Regions from separate parts of the Mus musculus genome. Here regions 1 and 2 are each linked to region 3. The links are chromatin contacts, called in public Hi-C and HiChIP or PLAC-seq maps. All regions are on one chromosome and are shown on one strand. The core of a region is the stretch at or near the end of the contact, and the rest is flanking DNA. Distances in the headings are between cores, read along the strand shown.

Region 1 (4,296 bases), core at 839-3,338, 140 kb before region 3:
CATCTGAGTGCAAGGACGCCTTCCTGGAATGTGTCTAAGTGATCCATAGCATGAAATGCATGTGTTATTATTACCACATAAAACTGTGTGTATGACAAAATTATTTACGTGCATATTCTTCACGCTTTAGTCTCAATGAGACTGACTATCAGCAAGTCTGTCAAATTGAGTTTGGAAGCAACTAGTCTACTCTTTGTATGTCTTGCTCCTCAAACCTGGCATTCTTGGTGGCCTATGATTTTGTTTCTATACCAAGCACCCTCTTCCAGCTTTGCCCCTGGGTATATATGATCTAGTACCAGCTTCCTGACAAGAGAAATCAACTCATAATGCAAGAATGGAAGGTTGCTTTATGTTCCGCTCCCCTGGAGGTGGTTTTATCTTTTCTAATATGTCTGAATAGAAAGAAATTGCTTACTTCATTGTATTGGGGGAAATTCACACCCAAATTGATACATTTTTAGCAAGAAGCCATTCCATTTAAATTAGATAGCCAACTGTAAGGCAGGTTCAGGACCAATTGTGGGTGGTGTTTTAAACAAGGAAGGAAGATGATATTAGAACAGAAATATAAAGATTAGGTACTAGGACCTAGTACAGGGGTCTGAGATTTAAAAAGAAAAAAAGAATAAAAATCAGTTATGGGTTTAATGTAAATTCCACTCACAGTGAAATAATATATTCTAGGCTCATGCTAAAGCCCTTTATGTACCCAGCCTCATTTAGTGCCTATAATGACTTATTGGTGCTAATGGGATCCTCATTATATAGCTGGGAAAGAGAGACAGAAATGTTGGGTGTCTTTTTCACAGTCTTACAATAAGTGAGGAGAGCAGCCAGGCATTAATTGTGGGATAATTAGCATAGGAGAGAATGTTTTGTATTCTGGGTGGGAAGCTTTCCAAATTCTGTAACCCTCCCTGGGGGGGGGGGAGGGGGACGATTACAGTTTCATGAACAGAAACACAGAAGAAAAAAAAAGGATCAGAAACATTACTCATGATTTTTTTTTACACTCATCTCAAACTTCAGTTATGTATCATGAGTTAGTCACATAAATTCCAGACTTAGGAGTGTTTGTGGGAAAATATTTTTATTCCATTCTTCTTTCACCTCTGTCAGATTCCAAACTTCCTTTCAAATTTCCAGCTTCCGAATAAACAGAACACCTTCCTCACTGTGGCCCACACCTCTTTCCTGGACTGCTCGGGGACCATAGCTTTGTACTCTGTCCCCACTCCAGTTTAGACTTCATAAAAGTAAGACTTTTGTTTAAAGGTGTCTTACAGTAAGAAGCATGCACACCCACTAACTAAGGTCCTCTCTACGTAGAAAAATCTCTTAGATAATTGCATCTTCTTCCACAAAGTGTTCACCACTTAGTGCGTGTGTTCATTTCCGGTTTGTACAGGGCTCTACTTTTTATCTCACTTTCTTGCATTGCTTCACACTGTTTCCTTCTCTTTTCCATAGCTTGTCTTAAAAAAGAACTAGAAGAGTGTTATTTTGTGAGAAAAAAAAAAAAACATAGTGGACTATTCTACTCACAAACCTACAAAGGAGATATGTGTATGTGTGTGTGTGTATATTTTTTTAAAAAATAATATTGGTTTTAATTTTTCCATGTAATATACTTGATATTTTTCCTCCCTAACTTCTCCCAGGTCCTTCCTACCTCCACACGCACAGAACTTCATGCTTTTTCTTTTTTTAAAATAAATAATGAAAAACACCCAAAGTCAATGCAAACAAACATAAAAAATTACCAAACCAAATAAAAACAACAGAAAGCTCACAGAAATATCATGGAAAAAATTTTTGTGTTGGCCAACTACAAGGATGGGGCTTGCTCTGGACTGTGGTTGATACAACCACTGTTACTCCATTTGAGAAAACTGATTTTTCCCCCTCTCCCCACAGCTATTGATTGTGTGGCAAATAGCTCCTTGGCTAAGAATGGAACTCTAAACCCAATTCCATTTCTCAATTCTGTGATTTGTTTGGCTTGAATTTCTATAGGCTTTGTGGATAGTGTCACATGTTCAGTGAGTTCATATATGAATCAGCACCCTGGTGTCTGAAAAATGCTCTTTCTTTGGAGTCATCCACCACATTCGACTCCTACAATCTTTTCACATCTTCTGTGGAGGAGTGTTATAAAACCCCAAATCTCTCATTCTGAGCATTGCTCAATTATGGATCTCTGTATGAATTATCATGCGCTGCAAGAAGCTTCTCTGATAAGAGTTGAACAATGCACTGGGCTATGGGTTGAGCAATACTATTAGTTGTTTTCTTGTTGTAGTCATTTGGCACAATATTAGGGGTAGGCTTCCTTCTGGGGCCTAAAACCTGTATTGTCTTGGTCATGAGCAGTATCAAGGATAGGTGCCATCTTGTGGAACAGGTTTTAAATCTAACCGAATGTCATTGGTTGCTCCCATAACATTTGCGCCAGGATTGCACATTGTGCCTCGTAGGCAGGTCATTATTGTAGGTCCCAGGGCTCTTAGCTGGGTGATTGTGATGCTTACTTTCCTCCTCCAGTAGCTTACATAGTGCCTTTCAGCGCCATGGATGCTAGTCAGTAAATGTGAGGTTTCTAGTTGGGCATCAGCTCAATTTCTTCATGTTTAACGCCATACATAAGTGATGTCTTTAGCAATGAGGCTTCACATCCGATAGTCTGTAATGTTGGGGGAGTGTATAGGACTCCTTTGGCCAATGACTCAACATGATGTAACCCATTCCTGGTAAGGGGGCAGTTTACTTGGAAGCATAAGATGCCTAACTGGGGTATTGTCTCCTCTACTGTTTGGTAGGTGCACTTAAAATAGTCCTTTGATCTATATATGTTTTAGGAAGCTTCTGCGGCAGTAGATTTCCTTATGGCTTTTGAAAAGGTCTTTAGTGTTTGCTGTCTTTCCTCACATTACCTCCATTACCCTCCCATTCCATCTCCATCCCCATTTAATCTTCCAATCCTAGTTTCTCCTTTATGCTCTTTCTTCACACTGTTTCTTGACCTTTCAAATAATCAGCCTTTTCTTACCACTCTAAATGTGCTTTGGTCATATCACCAGCATAGGCTCCATAGTCCTTTCGGGAGATAGATGAGATTAGATTGGCTGCCTAAACCTCCTTCAGTTCTGAGCAATAAGAAGGGTGCATCTATAAAGCCCATTTTTCTCAACAAAGCCAAGTATGGCATTATGGGTGTACACATACTTTCTTAAATGTGAATGGAAACATTAAAAAAGACCCAGAAATACCATGTTTATCTTGACCCAGATAGACACACATGGTATGTACTCACTTATGGGTGAATATCGGCTGTAGAGCAAAGGAAATTCACGCTGCAATCTACAGACTCTGAGAGGATAAGTAACAAGGACTCAAAGAGGAAATATGAATTTCCCTAGGGAGGGAAAATTGAATAGATTTTGCGCAGGTGGATTGAGGGAGGGTGCGGATTGGAACAGGAGGAAATAGGTGGGGAAGGGGGACTGAAGGATTGAGTACTGAGAGACAACTGGAATTGGGGTGCATTTTAGGGGCAAGGTAGAAACCTAGTGCAAAGGAAACTAGTAGGAATCTACAAGGGTGACCCTAGCTAAGACTCCTAGTGAGTGTGGATTCGGAGCCTGAACTGATCATCTTCTGTTTCCTGGATAGGCTTCCAGTGGAGCGACTGGAACACCAACCCAGCCACAAAACCTTTGACCTATGATTTGTCCTGCCTGTAGGAAGTGGTAGCTTAAAGGTGGCACAGGACTTGTGGGAGTGACCAACTAATGAATGGTTCAGCTGCAGACCTATGCAGAAGGAGCTCAGACCTGACACTTTTTGGAAGGCCAGGAACCATAGGCTGGATAGCCCAGAAACCTAGGAGAGAACTAAACACAACCCGCAAAAAGTCAATGAAATGATTCCTAATGATAATATGCTATACTTGTAGACCAAAGACTAGCATAGTCATCGTCAGAGAGGCTTCATCCAACAACTGACGGGAGCAGATGCAGAGACCCACAGCCAAACAGTAGGTGGTATTCCGGGAATCCTGTGGAAGAACGTGAGGAAGGACTGTTGGAACCAGAATTGTCAAGGATGCCACGGAATCAACTAACCTGGTCTGAAATGTCACTGAAGTGACAATCAGGGAGCTGGCATGGGTCTGACCTCAGCATATACATTATGGTTGTGTAGCTTGTTGTTCTTGTGAGACTCCTAACAGTACAAATATGGGCTGTATCTCTTTTTGTCTGTTTTGGGGACACTTTTCCTCCTACTGGCTTG
Region 2 (4,111 bases), core at 1,047-3,546, 250 kb before region 3:
TTATTTTATTTATTCTTTATTATTTATCACTAGACATAATTTATTCTGTGTATATCATTTCAGCACATGAACACATATACAAACATTCTCTCTCTCTCTCTCTCTCTCTCTCTCTCTCACACACACACACACACACACACACTCACGCACACACACACACAGAGTCATTTAAGATTCAAGGTTACTGGGAGTGATTTTTTACAAGGGTGTTGAAAGTGTTTCTCTTAGCAAGATGCTTATACACAGCAATATTTATATAAAAATAAGCAAGGGTGATTTAAGAAGTCTAGTTATAATATATGTAATTAATGTTATCATTTCTACAGCTAAGACTACTCAACTCCAAACTTTCACCTTATTATAATTATTGTAAACCTCTCAAAGAATGCAAGGTCTATATGTACATGTCAAATATTCCTGGCTGGTCACTTTATACACTTTGGGATGAACTCTGTGTGACCTTCTTTCCATTCAAAAGATTGTCCTCTGTATCTAGAGCAACAGTGGTTGGAAAGATCAACTTGTGATGATTTTGAGAATATTCCTTTAAATAATAATTTTAATAGTGACCACAAGGCATTGCAAAGCCCTGCAGTATTTTTCTGAAATGAAGATAAGCTTTTCATTAGAAATTCGGTGTATACGGGGGGGGGGGGCGGCGGGAAGGTATAGGGGATTTTCGGGACAGCATTTAAAATGTAAATGAAGAAAATATCTAATAAAAAAATGAAAAAAAAACCCAGAAATTTGGTGTATGAGTGAGCTGAAGTCCTTAGAAAGTAGAGTTCCATTTTCTGTGTATAGTTTTAACAAGGTTTGTACAGTATACATTCATAATATGTGGTTACAGTGAATGCCATATTCTGTTGCTATGTTGGGGAAAGGGAACATTCTCATATACATTTTTCCTCTATCACATGAAGTTATAGGTTGTCTCTGCTCCCTGGGTCTATCCAGGAACCACAATTTGAAGATCATTTCATTTGTATAGCTCCAGTGGCTCTGTAGTCAGCAAGTATGAACATTGTAAATGGAAATGCACACTCCTTTAAACATAACCGTTTCAAAAACCAGAACATGGTTGTGCTTACAGGTTCCTATGTGTTCGCTGATTTATTCAGATTGCTGCCTTTCTTAGGTTGGGACTGGAACAGGAGGGATCAGGTGGGAGTAGTCCTGGCAGGGAGATAATACCAGGAAAGACAACTAAAGTTGGGGATATCTTGGGGATTAACTAGAAACATAGTGCAATGGAAACTCCCAAGAGTCTATGAGGGTGACCCTAGCTAAGACTCCCAATAATGAGGGATGCAGAGCCTGAACCAGCTATCTCCTGTAATCAGGCAAGACTTCCACCAACTCAGCCACAAAACCTTCAACCTACAATTTATCTACGTGGGATAAAGGTATCTCAGAAACTGTAGGAGTGGCCAACCAATGACTAGTCCAGCTTGAGACCCAATCCTACCAGAGGGAGCCCACCCCTGACATTGCCTGGAGGGTCAGGACACAGAGGGTGGATAGCCCAGAGGTCTAGGATAGAACCAAACAGAACACACAGGAAACAAACAACAACCAAACCAAAGCAACAACAACAACAAAAAAAAATTCTCTTTAACCAAACCAACCAATCAACCAAACAAAATGGTTCCAAATGATATTCTGATATGCTTGTAGAATGGAGCCTAGCATAATTGCCATCAGAGAGGCTTCATCGAGCACCTGATGGAAACAGATGCAGAGACACACAGCCAAACATTAGGCAGGGCTTACGGAATCCTGCAGAGGAGGAGGAAGGATGGTAGGAGACAGAGAGGTCAAGGGCTCCACAAGAAAACTTACAGAGTCAACTAACCTGGGCTCATAGGGCCTGACAGACTGGATTAACAATCAGGGAGCCTGTGTAGGTCTAACTAGGCCCTCCACAAACACATTATGGTATCTTGGCCTCTCGTGGATTCCTAGCAGTGAGAGCAGTGGCTGTCTCTGACTCTTTTGCCTGCCTTTGCGACCCTTTCTTCTTGCTGGGCTGCCCTGTCCAGCCTTGATGTGAGGATATTTGCTTAGTCTTATTGTAACTTGTTATGCCATGTTTAGTTGAGATCCCTGGGAGGCCTATTCTTTCCTGAAGAAAAATGGAGGAGGAGTGGATCTGGGTGAGAGGGGAGTTAGGGACGGGAAACTGGAAGGAGTGGAAACTGAGGTCGGGGAAACTGAGGTAGCTACATTTGCAGCATGATTCCTGTTTGTGGAAGACTTGCTAGGTCTCCTCAGCAGTTCGTTTTCTGGTTGTCCAGTAGATGGCAGTCTACGCACTGGTTTTCATTGACCATCTTCCGTGTAGAATCCAGCCTTCATCATAGAAGGAAACATGCAATTGTTCTTTTTTATTGTTTTTGAAAAAGATTTTGGCACAATAAAGCAAATGAAATAATTTACTTAAAATACTTAAGATCTTAGAATAGTAAGAGCAACAAAAACTGTTTTTTTGTTTATTTGTTTGTGTTGTAAATTTTATTTGTTAGGGCATGATTGGCAGCCAAGATGCTGCCTTTAAATGTGACTCGGACATGCTAGATGGTGCTTTGCTCTCCTGGAAGATTTTCTTTTACATTGAAAGCACAACTTAGGGGCAGATGTGAAGTATGACCCCAAAGGTTCAAGTTACAGACTTGGGTCTTAGCTTGGTCCTGTTAGGAGGAAGAGTGTAGCAGGAGCCTTTCAGAACACCAAGAGTGCTTTTGAAGGGGATTGTGGGATCACAGCTCCTTTGATATCCATTTCTGGCTGCTGTGTGAGTGCTTTTGCTCTATTTTGCATTTCTGTCACTGCGTGCTGTCACTAGTCCAAAGCCATGGGTCATCTGATCACGAACCAAAATCTCTAAAACTGGGAGCCAAAAAGTTATTACTATGAAATACTAAGAGGTGGCTCTTAAAGGGGCATTTAGAATGATCTGGGAAAGGAAAGAGAAGAGGGAGAGGAAGAGAAGAAGGAAGGGAGGGAAAGAGTCAAAGAAAAGGAGACACAGAGACACACAGAGAAAGAGGAATATGTAAAAAGATTGAGACAGAGGATAGATGTTTGCCCTAAGGAAGAGGCGGGTTTAAGATTTTCACCCTCATGGTAGTCTTGTGTTTCTCCAAGATTTTATACAGTTGTATAAAAGAAGAACTCATTTTTGATGAAGGAGTAAGGAGGAACCAAGCAATACCACTTACTGTTGAAGCATGTGCCTTTGGGTAGTGTATTAGTTAGGGTTCTCTAGAGTCACAGAACTTATGGGTAGCCTCTATATAGTAAGGGAATTTATTAATGACTTACAGTCTGTAGTCCAACTCCTCAACAATGGTCAGCAGCAGGTGTGAATGGAAGCCCAAGGATCTAGTAGTTGCTCAGTTCTATAAGGCAAGCAGGCAAAGAAGATAGAGTGTATCTTTCTTCTTCCAATGTCCTTATGTAGGTCTCCAGCAGAAGGTGTAACCCAGATTAAAGGTGTGTGCCATCACGCCTTTAATCCCAGAAGACCTTGAACCTAGAGATCTCCCTGTCTTAATCTTCTGGAATTCATAGCCAGTATGCCTTAAGATCTCCATTCCAATATCCAGGTCAGAAACTTCTCCCAGCCTCCAGATTAGGATCACTGGTGATCCTCCAATTCTAGATTGTAGTTCATTCCAGATATAGTCAAGTTGACAACCAGGAATAGCCACTACAGGTAGCAAAGCTCGTACTGGACTGGGGGGAAGCAGCTGATGTCTTTAATCCCAGCATTCCAGTTCGAGGCCAGCTTGGGAGAAGATTAACTGAGCATATGTCTCTCACACACACTGCTACCAATTATGAATGCTCTTTGCGGTTGCACTTTTCACAAGGTCGTTATCTTTCATTACCTTTTCAGTCTTTAGGTCTCAAGCTCATAGCAAATATGTCTTTACTAGATACATGAGTATCTTATAATGCAAAAAAACATATTTCAACCTTAAGAATTTGCAGATTCAAAGGAGACGGCCATCTACAGTGATAGAGATGATGGGGTGGGGAAGCTTTTCAATGGGAAGGTCAGCAAATGCTTACCTCTCTAAAAAATGCTGCGGAGGCAAGGCCAAGT
Region 3 (4,352 bases), core at 1,529-4,028:
GTATGGTGATAGAGACAGTAGGAACAGACTAGGCAAATAACTGTTTCAGATAGCAAGACAATCTGAATGGTAAGAATGCATGGGATTAGCTAGTACTGTTCTAGGGATGGTATGCTATGGCAAAATAGCAATGGCCTGTGGCTTAGAAATGAAAGAAGAAGAAGAAGGAGGAGGAGAAGGAGAAGGAAGGGGAGGAGGAGGAGGAGGAGGAGGAGAAGGAGAAGGAGAAGGAGAAGGAGAAGGAGAAGGAGAAGGAGAAGGAGAAGGAGAAGGAGAAGGAGAAGGAGAAGGAGAAGGAGAAGAAGAAGAAGAAGAAGAAGAAGAAGAAGAAGAAGAAGAAGAAGAAGAAGAAGAAGAAGAAGAAGAAGAAGAGAAAAAGAAGAGAAAAAGAAGAAGGAGAGAAGGAGTTGAGGAAGAAGAGGCAGGAGGAGAAGAAGGAAGAAGAGGAAGAAGAGGAAGATGGGAGATGGGGAGAGGAGGAAGGGATGAGACTGTGGGAAGAGCAAGCCAAGCCCAGTAACCAGCCACCTTGAACATGTCCCATTGTCCCTTATTCTGAAGGGACATATATTTCCTGTCCATTTAAGTGAATTCCTGCCTAAGGGTTGTGTTCACAAATGATGTTGTGTCATCCCACAAGCTAACACTATCCCCAAACTTCAGAAACACGCATGAGAGGAGAGCACATCTGGATGGAGAATCAATCTAAACAGCTACTGCAGCCATCTTGGTTGGTTGTAAATGCAACAGCTTTTCCCCCTGGTTCATAAAACTGTGTTGGTTGAGTACAGACCTAGCCCTCTGGGTATAAATTATGAGAGGCTAAGTTAGTCATAGACACTATTTATTTTTACCTTTGATGGGATAAACACATGACTTATTTGTAACCAGTGAAATAGAAGCGTAGGTAAGTCGGCTGGGGAATTCTGGAAGCAATTTTTCCTCCAGTCTAGAGTGTAAGACATTCATTTTCCTCCTTTCTTTCTTATCACGTATGCTGTGTTAGGGAGGGGTGCCAAGGAAGTGACAAGGCCTAGGATGGAGGCCCAGTGGAAGACAGCAGAGTGGACAGAATGACAGAAATTCATGGGAGACGACTCTGGTTGGATGGCAGTCCCGTTTACATCTACAGAGACTCAGTTGTTTTCAATTATTGCTCCGGCATTCCTGATTGCTCACCTTTTTCTAGGAAACTACTGGGGCTGAACTTCAGCAGGTCTGCCAGCCCCTTTTATCCCAGGCATCCAGACTTGTCAGGCTCATTTGGAAACCAGACACCCATTCAGCTTCGTTAGTCTCCTCATCTGATCCCCTCTGTTCCTGAATTCCTCTTTATACTCAGAAATCTTAACTGCTGTGAACTGGAGACTCCCCTATAACCAACGCCTCTTCATTTCGTGGCTGAATTGAACTCCTAGATCTATCTCAAAGTCTCTGGTGCCCCTCCCAGGCAGGTTGGTTGCAGTGCCTGAGAAGTAGGTAGTTGCTTTCCTTAGGCAGTCTCTCTTATTTGTACTAGTTTCTTTTGATTTTTGAGAGTCACAGTTTTCTTTAAGCATGATATAGCGGCCTTAGACTTTACCCCCTATTTCTTTTCCAATCATTCTATTCCATTTTTTGTTGTGAATGTTTAAAAATTAATTATTGTGTTAACTAGCGACTCCAATGGCATGCTCCCAATGAAAGGGCAAACTAATTAGACAAAGCTACTTGAGCATTCGATAGTACAGCGAGAGGGAAAAAGGGCACTTCAGGCTAGAGTGCTGGAGTGTGTGATTATATCCCCACATAATCCAAGGATGTGGGATCTTTGAGTACATATGAGTCTCCATTTTCTGTTAAACTTCAGAAATTTTCTCCACGTTCTTTGATAATGTCAGTCCCTGGCTCATGCTTTCTTCCCTTTTGTTGTTGTTGTTGTTGTTGTGTGATGACCTCAACAAACACATGGATTTTCATACAACACTTGTGCTGATTTTTCCATCTTCCTAAAATCCAGTCCCCTTGCCTTCCTTCCTATCCAGCTGTAACTGGAGAGGAGATTCCATGGGATCTCCCCATGTGTCTGTTTTGACTCCTAAGCCCAGATTTCTTTTGAATTCTACCATGGTATCCCAGTCCTCAGTCAGATGTTATTTATGGAGAATTGACTCCAACGTGTCTACATGCAATAGCGGTTGACTAGCAATGGTAACTGGGTAGAAGGTGCTTTTGTTACTGGGTGAAGGGCAAGACATCCTGTGGAAATGCACATCGAAGAAAGATCAATAACAGCCTTTATAAATGTCATTTAAAATGCCATTCAAAACAACCATAAAGGTTAATGGCATTTTGTTTTGATTGTTTCAAAATATATTATCAGATTAAATAGAAGCTACGATGACTTGCTTCCCATGAAAGGACAGAATAATTAGCCACAGTTATTTAAGCACCGGTAAATATATGAAAAACCAAAACAACACACCCTATTAATCAAACCACAATGCCTGTCAGGTTGTGTGCTAAAACTTCTATCTACACAACACAAGGAAGCAGGCCTTTTCACACAGGTAAGCACTCAGTAAAGTCAAGAGTTAACATTGAACAGTTACCAGGGGTCAGGAAAGGCATTTTTTATGCAGTCAGGGACAGTCTTAAGTGTTCTAAAGAGTTACAGACAAACTCAGAAGACAAGTTCAGATATGCCAGGTCATTTTAAGATGAGAACTTAAAACTGTTCTTGGGTGGTGGTGTCTCTTTGGTTACCATAGCAAAGTTGGAAGAGCTTAAACACTACGTGTTACAAATTGCTTAAGAATGACTCAACCCTGACTCTCTTGCCTATGGTGAAACTCGTCTGAAACACTTGAGTCAATTTGGAAATCTATGCTTAAAGACCAGACACTGCAGTATGGTCAGGACTTATTAAAAAGAGACAATCTGTAATATCTTGTTTAAAATAAGCAGAAAGCCCCCGCGCTTCACCTGGGCAGCACAGTAGACCTAGCCTGGTGGCTTGGGTACAGGAAAGCTGATGGGTTCAGCAACTCCAACCCAGGCCCAGATCCAGGGCTTTGAATATGCTCACCCCAACATCTGCCCCATCTGTGAAATGCTGGAGTGTGTGAAGGGGCCAGTCCTGCAGATCCAAAGCTGCAGAGTTTCCACGACACAGACCGACAACAGGATATCTGAGAGAAACCCCAGTGAGATTCCAGTATTGATAGTATAGCAGAAGCCAGAGGCCTCAAACCAGACTCATTGCAATGAACATTTGGAAGTAAAGAGGTTTGGCCAAAGGAATACCCGTGTGACACATTGTGACACACTGCAGCTTCCACAGTGAGATTTTTGTTGTTGTTTGTTTTGTTTTGTTTTGATTTTGAGGTTTTAATTTTTTTATTTTTATTTCTATTTTTTGAGGGGAGGTTGCAAGGATGGAGAAGATACCCCAGGACTTGAGATATAGATGCTGTAAAGGGGTGACGAGATGAGTGGGATTGGGGGTGCATGGTGTATAATTCATATACAATAAGAAGTTAAAAACAAAAAAAATTGTTAAAAATGTCCCAAATGTGAAGGCCAACAGGACACCTGAGCGACTGGGATTCCATCAGTGGAAATTACATATATATATATATATATATATATATATATATATATATATATATATACATATTTATATATATATGCAAAACATCACTTTCTCAAATCCTATTTGTATCCAAGATTGTTCTATTTAGAGATGAACAGTGTACGTGCAGCCTCCCTGAAGTAGTTCACAATCAATGAGCATCCAGGGAGGGTATGAAGCATCTCTCATGGACCACTGTGTAGAAGCTGATGCTGAGTCTGCATCTTCCTTTGAATTTCCTGGACCCCAAGACATTTCCCCCTTCTCCTTCCTCACTGAACCCACTGCTCTTGAGTTCCCACTGCTGTTTGGAGGACAGGAAAAGCAGAGATCACTGTCATGTCTTTTAATATCCAAGATGATGGCTTTTGTGGAGAAAGAGGACACCTCTGGTATTGCCTAAGTACCAGCAATTGTTCTACACTCTCTCTTAGTGAGCCTTTTGCTACTGTGAACTGTAATGATGTGGTTGTCAAATTCATGCCGTACCAGGCATAAAAAAACAAACAAACAAAAAAAAAAACAAAACAAAACCAAAAACCCTGTAAGATCTGCTTCTGAGAACTGACCTAGAATGATTTTTTAATGAGAAAAAGAATATTAATCTATCAATACCAGGTAATTAGAATTTAAAAAAAATGTTCTACATGGTTCACATTTAGTAAAAGAAACACACAAATCTAGATTTAAAACTTCCATTTTCAACTTCCAGGGAATTGCTTAGTGTTGGATTTTGTAG

Evidence for each region. Hi-C and Micro-C count contacts between places; a contact is called where the count stands out from the background. HiChIP or PLAC-seq counts read pairs in DNA pulled down with a chosen protein or histone mark.
Region 1: an H3K27ac HiChIP or PLAC-seq map of embryonic fibroblasts shows a contact between it and region 3, with 18 read pairs. The contact joins two enhancer-like sites. A contact is called at or near these places in 1 of 15 datasets of contacts at CTCF or cohesin (the NIH/3T3 cell line), 4 of 484 Hi-C or Micro-C datasets (embryonic fibroblasts, group 2 innate lymphoid cells, muscle stem cells and 1 more) and 2 of 115 datasets of contacts at active chromatin or transcription factors (bone marrow-derived dendritic cells and embryonic fibroblasts).
Region 2: a Hi-C map of pancreatic cancer cells shows a contact between it and region 3, with 9 times the contacts expected there. The contact joins two enhancer-like sites. A contact is called at or near these places in 6 of 39 promoter capture datasets (the 3T3-L1 cell line, the C10 cell line, HPC-7-derived erythroid cells and 3 more), 8 of 15 datasets of contacts at CTCF or cohesin (the NIH/3T3 cell line, embryonic stem cells, large pre-B cells and 3 more), 301 of 484 Hi-C or Micro-C datasets (the 3T3-L1 cell line, 3T3-L1-derived adipocytes, the 4T1 cell line and 150 more), 44 of 115 datasets of contacts at active chromatin or transcription factors (the HPC-7 cell line, the NIH/3T3 cell line, PVALB interneurons and 34 more) and 8 of 9 other capture datasets (adipose tissue, bone marrow-derived macrophages, embryonic stem cells and 5 more).

Annotation. Positions count from the first base shown.
Region 1 is chr6:17,244,988-17,249,283 of GRCm38.p6, reverse strand. No RefSeq gene overlaps it. Among named protein-coding and RNA genes, the nearest start is that of Cav2, 34 kb to the left of the region's middle. Within about 2 kb of position 2,088, at least 36 of the 459 cell types and tissues checked have an H3K27ac peak or open chromatin away from gene starts, as enhancers often do. A contact at or near this core is called in the NIH/3T3 cell line, embryonic fibroblasts and pancreatic cancer cells, where this site is marked.
Region 2 is chr6:17,357,611-17,361,721 of GRCm38.p6, reverse strand. No RefSeq gene overlaps it. Among named protein-coding and RNA genes, the nearest start is that of Gm46953, 22 kb to the left of the region's middle. Within about 2 kb of position 2,296, at least 10 of the 459 cell types and tissues checked have an H3K27ac peak or open chromatin away from gene starts, as enhancers often do. A contact at or near this core is called in 3T3-L1-derived adipocytes, adipose tissue, a colorectal cancer cell line and 1 more, where this site is marked.
Region 3 is chr6:17,107,852-17,112,203 of GRCm38.p6, reverse strand. All of the region lies in intron 1 of Gm4876 (predicted gene 4876), which reads left to right. Among named protein-coding and RNA genes, the nearest start is that of Gm15473, 44 kb to the right of the region's middle. Within about 2 kb of position 2,778, at least 85 of the 459 cell types and tissues checked have an H3K27ac peak or open chromatin away from gene starts, as enhancers often do. A contact at or near this core is called in 3T3-L1-derived adipocytes, the NIH/3T3 cell line, adipose tissue and 3 more, where this site is marked.